Regions from separate parts of the Mus musculus genome. Here regions 1 and 3 are each linked to region 2. The links are chromatin contacts, called in public Hi-C maps. All regions are on one chromosome and are shown on one strand. The core of a region is the stretch at or near the end of the contact, and the rest is flanking DNA. Distances in the headings are between cores, read along the strand shown. Region 1 has its middle 76 kb from the start of Gm34044. Region 2 overlaps Gm33843 (a long non-coding RNA gene). Region 3 has its middle 43 kb from the start of 4930556N09Rik.

The links. Hi-C and Micro-C count contacts between places; a contact is called where the count stands out from the background.
Region 1: a Hi-C map of uterus shows a contact between it and region 2, with 9 times the contacts expected there. The contact joins two enhancer-like sites. A contact is called at or near these places in 5 of 484 Hi-C or Micro-C datasets (cranial neural crest and uterus).
Region 3: a contact with region 2 is called in a Hi-C map of uterus, with 8 times the contacts expected there. The contact joins two enhancer-like sites. A contact is called at or near these places in 4 of 484 Hi-C or Micro-C datasets (all in uterus).

Annotation. Positions count from the first base shown.
Region 1 is chr10:97,158,723-97,161,510 of GRCm38.p6, reverse strand. No RefSeq gene overlaps it. Among named protein-coding and RNA genes, the nearest start is that of Gm34044, 76 kb to the left of the region's middle. Within about 2 kb of position 1,515, at least 52 of the 459 cell types and tissues checked have an H3K27ac peak or open chromatin away from gene starts, as enhancers often do. A contact at or near this core is called in uterus, where this site is marked.
Region 2 is chr10:96,548,797-96,551,763 of GRCm38.p6, reverse strand. The region is part of intron 3 of Gm33843 (a long non-coding RNA gene); the gene reads left to right. Among named protein-coding and RNA genes, the nearest start is that of Gm33843, 48 kb to the left of the region's middle. Within about 2 kb of position 1,308, at least 30 of the 459 cell types and tissues checked have an H3K27ac peak or open chromatin away from gene starts, as enhancers often do. A contact at or near this core is called in uterus, where this site is marked.
Region 3 is chr10:97,077,005-97,079,752 of GRCm38.p6, reverse strand. No RefSeq gene overlaps it. Among named protein-coding and RNA genes, the nearest start is that of 4930556N09Rik, 43 kb to the right of the region's middle. Within about 2 kb of position 1,377, at least 17 of the 459 cell types and tissues checked have an H3K27ac peak or open chromatin away from gene starts, as enhancers often do. A contact at or near this core is called in uterus, where this site is marked.

The sequences.
Region 1 (2,788 bases), core at 266-2,765, 610 kb before region 2:
TGGTCTCAGATCCCCAGACCAATCATAAGAGGATGGTAAATTCTGTGCTGTGTGTGTTTGTGAGGGGAGTTAAGAGATTAGAGAGTAGAAAAGAAGCAATATTTACTTACCACCTCATGGAATTTATCACATGTATTATCCATAAAATAACAGACAGCACTAAAGAAATAAATGAAAGAAAATTTCTAATGCTTCCGTTACTCTCACCAACAATAATTTGAAGAAGCAAACATTTCATTAGTAATTGCTCAAGCTTTCAAAATGCAGATAGAACACACACTGGCTTCTTTTTACAAGGACATACATTAAGTCTCCCCTCCCTTTTTCCTCTAGCCTTCCACTCGTCAGCCCCTCCCTGCACTGGCACAGATTTCTGATAACAGACTTCCTGTCACCCAGGCTATCTCCTTGTGCTGGCCTTTCCACGGTACCCACACTGGAGAGACAAGTCCTGTCATTGTTCTGAAATGTAAGGCAGGAGCTTAGATGAGGAGATATCAAACAGAGAAGAAACTTCCTGTAAGGTCTATTTGGTGGTGGTGGTAGTTGTAAAGTGTGTGTGTGTGTGTGTGTGTGTGTGTGTGTGTGTGTGTGTGTATCTCTGTGTGTTTACTTCTAAGTATGGCTATGAGTTTTTTGGAAAAGAAAAGAACTCTCTATTATAAGTCACCTCTTATGCCCTTTATACATTTTATTAGTTTCTTATTTGACTGGAGAAAAAGACAAATATTTTAATTTTACCAGAGGAAATGGACTACCGGTGAATAAGCAGCAGCCTGACATCCAGCCTTCTATATTCCCAGTATACAAGAAGATGGCTATCTCAGTACATCCGTTGTTTTCAGGAAAGACACTTGAACAGGGTTAAAGACATTTTGTTTGCTTGTTTGCTTTAGGGAAAATACACATACTGATACTGGCACTGGACGAATACAGAAGGGGCTGTGCATTTAGAGTTCCTGATCGTGATGGCTTCTAGTACTGAGCTATGTTATTAGTCTCAAGCCTGTATTTCAATTAGACTGCTTCCCCCACCTCTCTGAGACTGAGTTGTAATGCTCACTATTTCCTCTAGAGGGAGAACGGAACAGCAATCCACCAGAACGGTATTTATGGAAAAACTGGGTCAATTAGAGTAACCCTGAAGATTTTTTCATGACAGAAAAACACGAGTTTGCCAGGAGTTCCATAAACCAAAACACAGAGTGGTTACTTGCAATAAGTGGCCTTCTCTGTGTAACCGAGTCACCCTTTGTAATGTATAGGAATGTGGCCTCAGTTTGCTGTCGATATTAAAGCAATAGGGAAAAAAGTTGGGGGCACACACCTCATTTCACTCACTTTACCCACTCACTTTATATAAGTTATAAAGATGTCTCCATTACATTACAGATGATAAGCTCATTAGAGATGTTTGCAAAGCTGTGCATTTGAGTCGCAGTCTTTATGAGCATCCCCTGCTCGAGCACACATGCAAGGTAGCATGAGTGAGGAAGACAATCTGCAGAATGAGCTATTCGGTACATAAAGACACTGCCTAGTACCTCACATCGGGATGACCATCCATTCCCTCCTCCCTGTACCATTTTCCAGGATAGCCAGCATTTGGCTGACATGATCCAATCCTTTTAAGTTTCAGAGACTTGATTTAAAAAAAAAAAAAAAAAGCAACCCTGTTTTAAGATTTGTGTGCCTTATCCAGAAGCTCCCATCAATGGTCGCCACCCAGCTACTACACATCCTGAAAAAATAAGTATCAAATGGAGCCAAGACCAGCAACTCCAGGAATAAAGACTCCTACGAGACAGCAATGGTGATAGGAAATTCTCCTGTTCATCAGTGTGGTGCCCAGTTCCCCACCCCCACCCTGATGATACAGTGACATCATTGGTCAGCAGCAGCACTGGCCTATTTTCTGTACTGCTTATGGTGGATTGGACTGGATGGAAATAAACATCTTATATAACAGGCAGGCTGTGCTTCCTGTCTTTCTCTCCCTACCCAAGGAGATTTTCCCAGTGTGAATTCTGCCTGTACAATTAACATTGGCCAAATTTCAGTTGAAAAAAAAATCTGTTAGGGTTTTAAGCAGATTAACAAATACAGCCCATGGATGCTGTCCCCTATTCCTTCTCCTTTATACGCATGAACGCACACACACACACACACACACACACACACACACACACACACACACGAGAGAGAGAGAGAGAGAGAGAGAGAGAGAGAGAGAGAGAGAGAGAGAGAGAGAATCTCCGAGTTTGCCTCCCACCATTGCCTCCAGGCCCCCTGCAATCAAAACAGCTTTTTATCAAGAGACAAGAAAAGCAAGCAAGTTAAATTGAAATTGGTCTTGGAACAGTTGAAAACAAAATAAAAGATTGCAGATTAGAGCTATTGTCCCATCTCGGAGATACAAAGCAGACCCCCCTCTGTGCTTATTTTCTCGGCATTGAAACAGACAAACCAAAGATTATGAAAGGGTGCATCCTGCCCTAAGTAGCCTTCAGCATCAAGAAGAGTACAACCCTAGAACCAGACATGTGCAATTGTGATTTGTAATGATTAACCAAGACTCCCTGAGCTTTGTCTCATAAATCTTGCTTTGTGTGGAACCGTTTATGAATCCTTGAACTTGAGCATTTTATTGTAGAGGCTGCTTCTGAAGAAATTACGTACAAATGAGCCTTCAGTATGATTTTGCTGATTCCAGTACAATAAGTCAGAGACAGCCGAGAGCTAAGGGGCGGGGAGGAGGAGGGGGGAAATGGTTGAACAGCTTAGTGGA
Region 2 (2,967 bases), core at 59-2,558:
GGCCATGAATTTATAAGGACGTGCTAGAGTGTTGTTCAAGCCCAATTGTGTCTGTCTGTCTCCACTCTGTCTGGAACTATGGTTTTTCCAAGACATCTTTTATAGGTTTCTTTGGGATCCTTTCCTTATTTTTAATTTATTCCTCTATTTCAAATCCTAGATGTCTTATGTGTGTGCTGCATCTGCTGTTGTTGTATGTGGATAGGGGTGCTGTGTGTGGTGTATGAGCACATGTGTGTGCTTGTGTGTGGAGGTCAGAGGAAGACGTTCGATGTCTATCTCTATTGGCCTCCACCTTTGTTTTGAGATGAGGTCTCTTACTGAACCTTAAAGCTGTTTTGGCTGAGCTAGCTATCCAGAGAGCTTGTGAGATCTGCTAGTCTTAGTTCCCCACTACTAGAATTAAAGGCATGCAAGGCCAGGCCTAGTTTTTTCTTTTTCTTTTTAATAATTTTTTTTTTGTCTTATGTGCATTGGTGTTTTGCTTACACACATGTCTGTGCGAGTGAGCTTGTCAGAGCCCCTCGAACTGGAGTTACAGATAGTTTTGAGCTACTGTGTGGGTGCTGGGAATTAAGCCTAGGTCCTCTGGAAGAGCAGCCGGTGCTCCTAACCACTGAGCCATCTCTCCAGACATTCCCCACCCCCATCCCCCTTTTCAAACTTTGACCCTAGGAATTTGAACTCAGTTTCTCTTTCTTTCATGCCATGCACACTAGCCCACTGTGGCCCTATTTCCAGATTCCTGGATGGCTTTTCATGAAAGAAAAAACTTTGATCTGTGTTAGAAATTCATTTCAAGTGAGAACATCTCAATTTTAAAGTTCTAAGCAAGCCACTGGATCCTTAGGTTAGAAGTGCTTAAACAACCCCGTGAGGACTCCCAAAACAACCCAGCAGGTGCAGGTCCTTACCACCAAGCCTACGCGTTGCACTGGATCCCCAGAGTCCATAGAAATATGGAATGAGTGAATGAACTCTGACCTCTGCAATGGCTGTGTGTTTATCTACTTATACACATACTCTCTGGTTACCCTAAAAGCTCCAGGGTCCCCCAGGTTCCTTGGTTGATTAGTGTCTCCCTTCTTCCTGGCCCGTCTGATGCGATGGCCGACTTAAGGGAAGAATGGTGAACTGCTCTCAACCAACTGCAAGGACAAGGAACTGGCATGTCTTTCTCCCCTTGGAAGTGGCTCAGCCTTCATCATTGTGCTCCCCCTCAGTGCCTCTCCTCCCATGCCTGTGAGCATTGTTCCCTTCCTGCTGCTGGGGCTTCCTGGAGACTTGCTGTGTGAGGTTTAATGAGGGTCTGAGTCATTTCCCAGTCACGAGATTCAGCAGTACTAGGGAAGAGCCCAGGCTCACTAACTGATGAGAGTGTCTGCGAGCCTTTATAGATATCATCCAGAAGGTCTACACTGAACAGTTGTGTGGAAGCCAGAAGGCCCCAGACTTCTTGGTTTTGTGTATTGTGGGGACATTTATCACCCCACAGAACATGGTTGCAGCCTACAGTGGGCATCTTGGATAGCCAGGTAGCAGGAGAGACAACCTGAGTGTCAATGGCAAGAAGTCCAGAGCATCCGTTCTGCTTAAAAGGGAAATTGAAAACTTTTAGCAGAAATCTGATGGTCCAGTTGGCTATCATATGCCAAAGTGGGGTGCACTTCAGTGGTGAAGTAAAGAAACTTCAAAGAGATTTTGCACTGGAGGCAGACCCTTAGTCTGTCTGTCTCTGTCTCTGTCTCTGTCTCTGTCTCTGTCTCTGTCTCTCTCTGTCTCTCTCTCTAGTCTTCCTTTACTCTCCCCAGTTTCCCTCTCCCCTGCTGCTTGGGGTATTTCAGTGGGAACATTGAGAAAGACCATCCCAGGACAATGTTTTCCATGCACAAGGAGGTCATGACCCATGAGAGGCTTGTGAAAACAGATGTAGTAGGTCACAGACAACATTTAAAAAAAGACATTAGAACATCTGGGTTGCAGCAAAATTCATTATTTATTAGGGTTGGTGCTAAAAACGTGTTTCAAAGTTGACGCCCTATGGAGGAAACTGTGGTAACCTCTTTCCATACACAGAACAAGAGTAAAAAAAAAAATACTAAAATCAACTAACAGAAATAGTGTCTGTCAACTGATATTAGTCAACCTGATGACAAACAGAAGCCATGAGTAGCATCCTTAACAATTGGAGTATGTTATGTATACATATATGAAATTATCAAATAGGTAAAATTTTATTTTTTTAAAAAGAAAGACATAACTACCATTCCTCATTTTGTAATGTTATAATTTTTTTTTCTTATTGAAGTAGCTTCCAGGTTCTCCAGGTGAAGAATACAGTTTAGAATACGATTAATTCAGCATAGGGTAGCGTATATGTAAGTGTGTATGTGTGCATATGCATGTGTGTGTGCATACATGTGTGCATATGTATTCATGTGAGTACGTATGAAAGTGATTAAACTTGTTACGTATGGGAAGGAAAACATCTTGTTAGGAAATGCAATCTTTGGCCACAATTCTTTATTTCCATTCCTGCTGGTTATATGGTTACATTTGGTTACATTACAGTTTTCAAAGTCTAAAGTATGAAATTGCTTGGCTGGCGGATCTAGCTGCATGTTCCCCCTTGCAGATGTCCAGTGTATCTGACTGGTTTTCAGCCTGTGTATATAGCACCCCCCACCCAGAAGTCTGGCTTATGTTGGAATCATCTGTTTCTCTGACCTTTGCCTTTATTGATTTGTTTTCTTTCCTCCTATTTTTAATGTCGCTTTTGAGATTAAAGTCATTTTTCTTCTGCAACAGTGAACAGTGACTTTGTGCTGAGGAAATAGAAATTTTGATAAGGAAAAAAGGGATCCTGGCTCTGTTATGTGTTTTATGGTTTTGTTTTGCTTTGAATAAATCTTTTCAGAGATCAGTGATATATACAAGCCCTAGCTCTGTTACAAACAAAAGTTACTT
Region 3 (2,748 bases), core at 128-2,627, 530 kb before region 2:
CTTTTACAACCACACAGTTTCATGTTTTAATGAGCCCAGGCTTAAGTAGTAAAGGTCTCTTCTGACGTCCAAGGCCAGCAGTGTCTCGATTTCATAATAGTCCAATTCTTATTGAGTTCAGGAAAGAAGAGAAGTCATAATAGTCATTTTAGAAACATTTGATGGAACTTCCAAGCCCTTCTAGGCACATTTACATTACCCCCATTTGCTCGGGGTGGAAAGGCAATTACTCTGTGGAGATGGTGCAGTCAAGTCTGTAAACAGTTATTACATTTCAATTAAAGCTGCATGAAACTCTACATATTTGGTTTGCAGGAAATTAATGCAAATCTTTTTTGATGTTTCAATTCGCAAGGGTGAACTATCCCACACATTTGGCTCTAGGCATAACACTCAGGCCCTTTCAAACATCAAAGACTATTTTCCCAACGTAAAACATTTGACCTGGGGTTAAATTTTCCTAAAATACCAGTCTGTACTTAAACGCCCAAGTTTTCAAGCTGTATGGAAGTTTTGCTAAAAGAAATCAACGTAAGGTAACTTTCTAGCAGGGAACACATTTTCTGTAAAGCTTTTAGTGTCCAACATGCACTGGATCTGTTCATTGCCTTGGCTGAGAATCCATAAATCATAAACAGAAACTAGATTTTTTTTTTGCTTATGAAAGATTGAGAGGAAATAAACTAACGTGCATTAAACACCTACTATATCCGCATCACTTTTCTGGAATGGTTTTATTAAATTCACCCATTAACACTGTATGTATGTATGTATGTATGTATGTATGTATGTATGTATGTATGTATGTATGTATATGAGTACACTGTGACTGTACAGATGGTTGTGAACCTTCATGTGGTTGTTGGGAATTGAATTTAGGACCTCTGCTCACTCCGGTCAACCCAGCTCACTCCAGTTGGCCTGGCCCCCTTACTCTGGTCAACTCCGCTCAGTCTGGCCCATGGATTATTTATTATTATCCATAAGTACACTGTACATTCCTCTTTATTCAGGGAAACTTCTTAAATTACACAGGTGGGTGGTGGTACCACAAATAGATGCACAACTTTCTTTTTTTTCTGAAGCCCTTGGCATGTCTATCTTCCACCAAATGAAAATATAAGGACTGTAGTTCATGTTCACAACCATCACATGGTTTTTTGTTGTTGTTGTTGTTGCTGTTTCTAGTGCTCATTCCCTTCCCTCGGACACTCTCTATAATAGCTGAGGTGGTCATCTACTCTTTGTATGAGTAACCTCCCCCACATTTCTGTTTTAGAAAAACACACAAATAACACACACACAAATGATCAAGGGACTGTTTTCAGCCTCCCTCCCCTTCTCTCAAGATGTGTTACATATGGTGGGGTGGGGGTTGGGCAGGCAGAGCAAGACTGCAGGCAGAATAGAGGACTTCACACTTCCATCGCTTCCCATGAAAAATAACATATGGGCAGAACATTTATTTGAAAGAACAGATTTGTTTCTAGTTGCTCTCCAGCAGTTGAAAGAGAAAGAAAGAAAAAGAAAGCCTTTTAACAGCCATCTGAAAATACTCCCCCAAGGAAAGAAATAGAGTTGATCTTTTTAGGGATTACAGAATTAACATGAACAACTCTGAGTCATAAGGAGTCCACGGAAATGTATTCCCGGCGCTCCTGCTGTCGTGAATCTACCTCTCCACTAGGGATGGCAACACAGTCTGTGCTCCAGCTCATGATTTGTAATTTTTGTAGAAAAGACATTTAAACATAATGCATTTTTCTTTTAGCCATTTTTCAAATGAACCCTCTATTTTATCCCTTACTCGGCTTTTTTTTTTTTTTCAACCTTCTCAACTTCCTGATACACATACTCCAAAAGTCATTCCAGAAGATGAGAAAACAAGTCCCTGACCTCCATCATTTGTATTCCAAAGGCCATTTGTTTCCCATCATGCCAGTTTTGGTTGAGATCTGGTTGAGATCTGGACTGATTCACAACTCTTGGCACTGTCAAATTCCTCAGGCCCAGAAAAAGAAAAAAAAAAAAAAAAAGACATTGCCAGGAAACAAATTAAAAAGTTCAATTTAAAATTGTATCTACCCTCCAAGCTCCTGGTTTATAAAAGTATTCACAGCTTATGTCCAGGCTAAGATTTAATTTAAACCACATGAGAATTAAGGGGGATTAGCCTCCTGGAAGCTTGCTAATTTTTAAAAACAGAAATCAAAAGGGAATGAGAAAGCCTACAGGCATATTTGAAGAATATAAATGTGAGGGGCTGGAGAAGTGGCTCAGTGGTAAAGAGCACTTTGTTGTCTTGGCTGAGGACCTGGGTTAGGCTCCCAGCATTCCCAGGGTGGCTCCCAACCAACTACCTCCCTCTTCTTACCTCTGCAGGCGTCAGGTATGCAGGTAGATGGTACATATGTGCGTGAAAAGGCGATGAGTAAAGGCTTTCATTGATGCTCCCCTTTTACAACAACGTAGTTAGTTGTTTTAATGAAACCAGGCTTAAGTAATAAATGTCTCTTCCAAGTCCAAAGGCCAGCAGTGTCTTAATTTCATGATTGTCGAGTCCTCCTGAAGTTCACAAAAGAAGAAGACACTGTTCTTGTCAGGCATTTTAGGAACATTTGATGGGACTTCCAAACCCTTCTAGGCACATTTACATTGATCCCCCATTTATGTGGAAAAAGCATCCACACATGCAAGCAAAACACTAGCACACATAAATCTTTTTAAAAGGTTTTTTTTTTTTTTTTA